Regions from separate parts of the Mus musculus genome. Here region 1 is linked to region 2. The links are chromatin contacts, called in public Hi-C maps. All regions are on one chromosome and are shown on one strand. The core of a region is the stretch at or near the end of the contact, and the rest is flanking DNA. Distances in the headings are between cores, read along the strand shown. Region 1 holds the start of Pcdh9 (protocadherin 9). Region 2 overlaps Pcdh9 (protocadherin 9).

What was found. A called contact is a pair of places that touch in the nucleus more often than the background predicts.
Region 1: a contact with region 2 is called in a Hi-C map of uterus. The contact joins the promoter of Pcdh9 here to the enhancer-like site in region 2. A contact is called at or near these places in 1 of 39 promoter capture datasets (neural stem cells), 4 of 484 Hi-C or Micro-C datasets (the AtT-20 cell line, cerebellar granule neurons and uterus), 2 of 115 datasets of contacts at active chromatin or transcription factors (astrocytes and fibro-adipogenic progenitors) and 1 of 9 other capture datasets (adipose tissue).

Annotation. Positions count from the first base shown.
Region 1 is chr14:93,889,329-93,892,028 of GRCm38.p6, reverse strand. Pcdh9 (protocadherin 9) reads left to right here and starts at 1,360. Exons shown (of 5, transcript NM_001081377.3): 1 at 1,360-1,908.
Region 2 is chr14:93,497,902-93,500,601 of GRCm38.p6, reverse strand. The region is part of intron 3 of Pcdh9 (protocadherin 9); the gene reads left to right. Among named protein-coding and RNA genes, the nearest start is that of Gm23509, 360 kb to the right of the region's middle. Within about 2 kb of position 1,376, at least 62 of the 459 cell types and tissues checked have an H3K27ac peak or open chromatin away from gene starts, as enhancers often do. A contact at or near this core is called in cerebellar granule neurons, neural stem cells and uterus, where this site is marked.

The DNA of each region.
Region 1 (2,700 bases), core at 111-2,610, 390 kb before region 2:
GTGAGAAACACAAGGTTTAGAATAAATGCCCTGTATTCTTCGTCCAAGTTAGCAAAAGTCAACCATGCTGTAAGACCTCAGATCACCTTTATATTACCATTCAGGTGGGGATTTGTTACTTAACTAATAGGGTTTTATATCAAACTTTATTCAGGCACCTGTCTGGCACCGGTGCTGCCAAACCTTCCTAACTTACTGGTTTTTAAAGATGAGTGAGGCTTTGAGGGAATATGACAGAAATCAGGGTGACCCTTTCTGAAGTATCCCATCCAGCCCTGGTATAAAAATGAGAAACAAGATTGTGCGGATGTACTACAGAGCTGAAGTCAGGGCCATGCCTGGCAGGGAAATGTGTCCAGCAGTAAGTGGCAAGGGGGAAAGGAGCTTTGCAGCTTGGCTAACAGCTGCTTGGGATTCCTTCAAGCCAGACGGAAGCAAAGTTCGCACATAGGTGAGCTGACAGCAGGCTCAGATGAAGCCTTCGTTCCAGAGAGCTAGGTTTTCCGGGTTCCCTGCGAGGCAAAAGAACGACAGAGGCTCTGCCACGACCAGGCGCCTAAGCTCCGATCAGATCCCAGGAAAGGAGACTTCTTGCTCAGCAAACTGTCCGTGGCTGCGCCCAGGGACCCCAGCTACAACGTACCTTTTCCCCAGGCACTTTCAGTGACCCTGCACGCAGTAAAAGCCCAGATTAATTTTCTTTCCATTTTCCACCGAGACTCAAATGTCTACTGCCCTATCTTTAGCTCTCCGCCCTCCTCGCCCTTCCTTCGGATGTCCCTGCCAGCAAATGCCTCAATTTGCAGCACCCGGCACAGAGCCGGTTTAATGGTTTAATGCGCTCCAGGATTTGCTGGCCAAAACTCCTCACTGAGGGGTGGCTGCGCGTCTCAGCCATCTCTGCAATTTAGCCCTTTCCACTTTGCAGACAGAAATGCATCAAGAGAAGAGCGGCCTCAATGACCCTCACCACCCGGTGGCGAGAATCTAGGTTCCCGGGTTTCGCTCCGGTGCAACCGCACCGCCCTGGCTCCGCCGCCGCAAGCTGGGTAAGAGCTCCAGAGCTCCCGAGCCACCCCGGGTGCTGGCCCCTGCCGGGCATGCTCAGTGCGCGTCCTGAAAACAGCTCTCCCGGGACCGGGATCGTTCCTCCAGGTTTTCGCGGCTGCCGAGGGGCGCTGGGGAGGGGGAGGCTGAAGACAGTCAGCGCCTTGTTCCGCGCCCCCTCCCGCAGCCCTCTGCAGCCTCCCGCACTGCAAGATGCTGGCCAATCAGGACCCGGAGGTGGGGCCTCGGTCGTCACGCCCTCCCTCTGGGCTTATTGAGAGTTATATCAAGAAATTCAGTTCAGAGAGAGGAGAGAGAGGAGAGGGAGAAGGAGAGGGGGGCAGAAGAGAAGGGAAAAACGAAGAGTACGCGAGGTAGGATGGAGAGCCTCAGTCTCTTAAGCGCGAAAGGACTCACGGATTAAGAATTTGCCGGGCAATTGGCACCCCGGGAAAACATCCAGAAAATCACCATCACCCAACTCTGACGTTTCCTACTAGAAGTTAGAGACTTCAGCAGTATTGCCATCGGATGCAAATGGTAGGCTGGATGCGGTGGGATACACTCCCGAGCTGAAGAAGTGCAATTGGATGTGGTGTGCGTTAAATACCAGAAGAGCCCAGACCCAGTGGGTAAAAGCGAGGAAATGTGGAGAGAATGACTAACGACAAATCTGTGAATTTGTTCTCGGGAGTTGCTAATTTGCCAGCCCGAAGCCACACATTTTACAAGGAGAAAACGTTTTGCTGCTTCTGAATTCTCCCCAAACTGGTGCTACCAGATGCATGGCTTTCTATGTGTTGGAGCAAATCCTTCTTAACTGCAGCCTACCGGGAAAGGGGCAAGGTTGAGGCAACTAATGTAAGTGTAAAGTTTCGCATTAACAATTCGAAATACCGTCTTTAGTTGTGTCCTCGGCGTAGATGAGAGGTGTTTGTAATTGGGTAGCTGGCTAGGGTAGAGCTCGCCTACTGGGTTGTATCTGCATCCCCACCTGCACCACTCAGCTGGAACTAATCGCGGGCATCAGCTACTGTGTAGCCTAATGCAGATAAGATTAGAGCCTGGGAGCTGACCAGTCTTACTCCGGGTGGGTAGCTGCCTGGAGCCTTGCACCCATTTAAACTGCAGTTAGAGGGGCATCTGAGCGGAAGTTCTTCTACGTGTGTTACCGGGTTGCGGTATTTATGTGTAGCAAATGTTACTAATATTCTAATGAGACACCGGATTAAGAAACTGCATTTTTGTTCTTTTATGCTCAATAGAAAAAAAAATACCGTGATGTTACATAGGAATGTTGTCTGTGTTTCACTTCCATCCCGGCATGCTGGTCCACCTCTGTGATAAGCAATTGTCTATTAGGATACGTTTTTTAAAAAGTTTTAATGTGTTTATTTATCTCAACGGGGGCAATGTGGAAATATGGAGAAAGGAGAGCACCCTCCGAGGAAGAAATGCCAAGTCTTGGTTTTGTGCTTTGAGGCAATGAGAACCCTTAGTGGCCAGTGACTACTGCTGTTGCTGCGGCTGCAGCAGCATGTCCGAATGCTCATTTTCCAGGAGGGTTGGATTATGAGACAGTTGAAGAACTGGGAGGAAGGAAAAGCAGTCTTTTGAGAGGAGGAGATGACTCAGTGTGGCAGAGAAGAAAAC
Region 2 (2,700 bases), core at 127-2,626:
GGTGAGGAAGACGCCAATGTTGAATAGTGACAGGTGCTAGGTACTCTGTGCTAGGTGCTCTGTGCTAGGTACTCTGTGCTAGGTGCTCTGTGCTAGGTACTCTGTGCTAGGTACTCTGTGGGGAGTTTCCCTACAAGAGCACTTTGCAACTCCATTGTATTGTGTGGGGTGGCCTTTTAAAAACACATAGATGGTTCTAGTTTTACACTGGCTATAAAACAAAACGAAACACCTGAACATAGAAAAAAGGAATCTGTAGTGGGGAGGAACATTCTAGAGAAGCGAAAAGGGGATAAGAGAGTCTGGTGGTGAGAGTAATCAAATGCATTGTGTACTTGTATGAAAATATTAAAGAGCTTATACAAAAGATTTTTAAAAAAGCAAAGTATCAAGTTTCAGCAGAGCGACTCTTCAATTGCAAGGGCCCAAGAAATAGAGCCAAGTAAGAAGGAGGTAAGCTCATAAGAGGAACAGTTTTTCATTTTGAATTTCTGTCTTCTTTGTGGACTCTGGATGATAGGAAATTCAAACAAACACATGGTCATTGTGACCTTGTTTCCCCACGTGACTAGATGTTTTTTTGTTTTTTTTGTTTTTTGTTTTTTTTTTCTGCTTTTATTTCTATCTAGCAAGGCCTCAGCTGATGTTTTGGTCTCTGAAGTTTCAAGTCATTTAGCATTGCTTTCATGTTTAAGCATGAGAATTTCTCACACCTGGCTGAGGAATGTTGTTCCTAAATGCTTTTGATTTTGAGAATTGTTAACTTGCAGGCTTAAGTTTACTTCTAACCTTCTCTTTCTCCTTGCACTTGTAGTATTTGAATAAGAATTGTCCTTCAAAAGTCTTCTTTAATAAATATGTATTAAATGGATCAGTGTTTGTCAAACCAAGAACAGAACCTTTCTTTAATTTTATAATATAAGAGTCTTTAAATATTTTCAGGGCAAAAGAAATAAATTGCATTGATTTTAAATATGATAACTCAAATATTTATAGGCATCTCCGTGTGAAAATAACATAGTGGGGAGGGCTGTGTGGTTAGTCAGAGGACATGTTTTGGAGCACCCTAAGAAGCGCCAAAGAAAAGTTAAGTCAGCACATAACACAGATTCAGTGGCAAAAATAAAACAGATCTACAGATCATCCATCACTTCTGTGTTGTGACCTCTGCCGAATCGACTAGCAAATTCTGTGTTATTGAATCACAATGACAGAGCCAAATACAAATGTCAGGACTTTACTCTGGTCCCTGGGTCTTGCCATATCGCCATCCTCATTTTATTTTCCCTTCCCAGGGACACTTTGGAAGATTTAGAGGCTTTCAGCCTAATCTGACGGGCTCCACACAAACAGCTGGAGCTTTGCCAAGAGCCCAGCCTGATTATGTCAACAAGGCTGCCTCATCCACAGGGGAGCTCAGGCCGGGTTTGTGGAGTTCTGGGAACCGCCATGAATTAGCTTTATATGCTCCAAGAGGCAATTTCTTACAAAAACAGACTTCAGACACTGCCAGAGGAAATTGTTTCCCATTGGAAATAAGCGTCACCGGCGCTTGTCTTTTATAACTGTGTCATTTCGGCAGATCTTGGGACAGAGTATGGCTAGCCCTTGTGTTCCAAATCTCTGCAGAATCAAGCTAAATTAGCTCTGCACTTGCCAGGGCTCCTACCTAATGCTTATGGATTAAATGATCACTATTTAAGTGATAATTTTTAAGTCTAAAAGTTAGAAATTAAGCATGTAGTTTTGACCTCATCTTACAGAAGGTGACTGGCGGAGTTTAAAAGGGTTTTCTATTAAATATTGCACCGGAGTTAAGGAGAGTAGAGTAAGGCTAGAGCAGCTCATTAGCCTTTTTTCCCAACGTGTTAAGTGGAACACTAGGAAGGCTCACTTACAGATGTATTTAAATTTTAGTGGCATTTAAATACGGGTGATACATTTGGACTGGCCCTTTGCTATATTTCACTTGACAAAATACCTTTGCTCAAGACTAGGCAGAAGGTTATCTTATAGCTTCTCCCAATGTGCAATGAATTGACATTTTATGAAAACTTGTGAACTTCGCCGTATATAATGCTTTCCCACTTGCAGTGAAAAGAATTTGAGAAGGTACCAGTGTTCTTCTGGACTTTATCAGAACTTATTAATAATAGTAAAGTGTAACTATTTTGCATTAAATTTACATAGGATTACCATTAAGCATATGGAAATTCTGCTCAACAAATTGTCAAATAAATGTTGGAGAAATACCAAAGCATACAGACTATGAAGATAAAGTCTGAATGGTAGGTCTCTTTCAAATCTCAGCTCACAGATCAGAGAATGTCACGGAAGCGGAGGCAGAAATAGTATGAGAGCTAAGACCGATATGGATGACATAAAACAAGCACCAGGACCTACATACTTCTACACAAAATCCTCTGCATATATATTATAGCTCTCAGCTTAGTATTGCTATGAGACTCACAGATGTGAGAACAAGTAAGTCTTTGAGACTTTTTTCTTTTATTAATATTCATCAATCCAGTAGTTTACACCTCAAATGATATCCCACTTCTGGCTACCCCTCCACCATACATCTATCCCACATCTGCCCTCCCACCTCGTTTTTGCCTGATTGGGAGTACCCCCTCCCCCCCCCCCCCCACACACACACACACAATCTCCTGCCGCTCCACCCCAGCATCTTCCTACTCT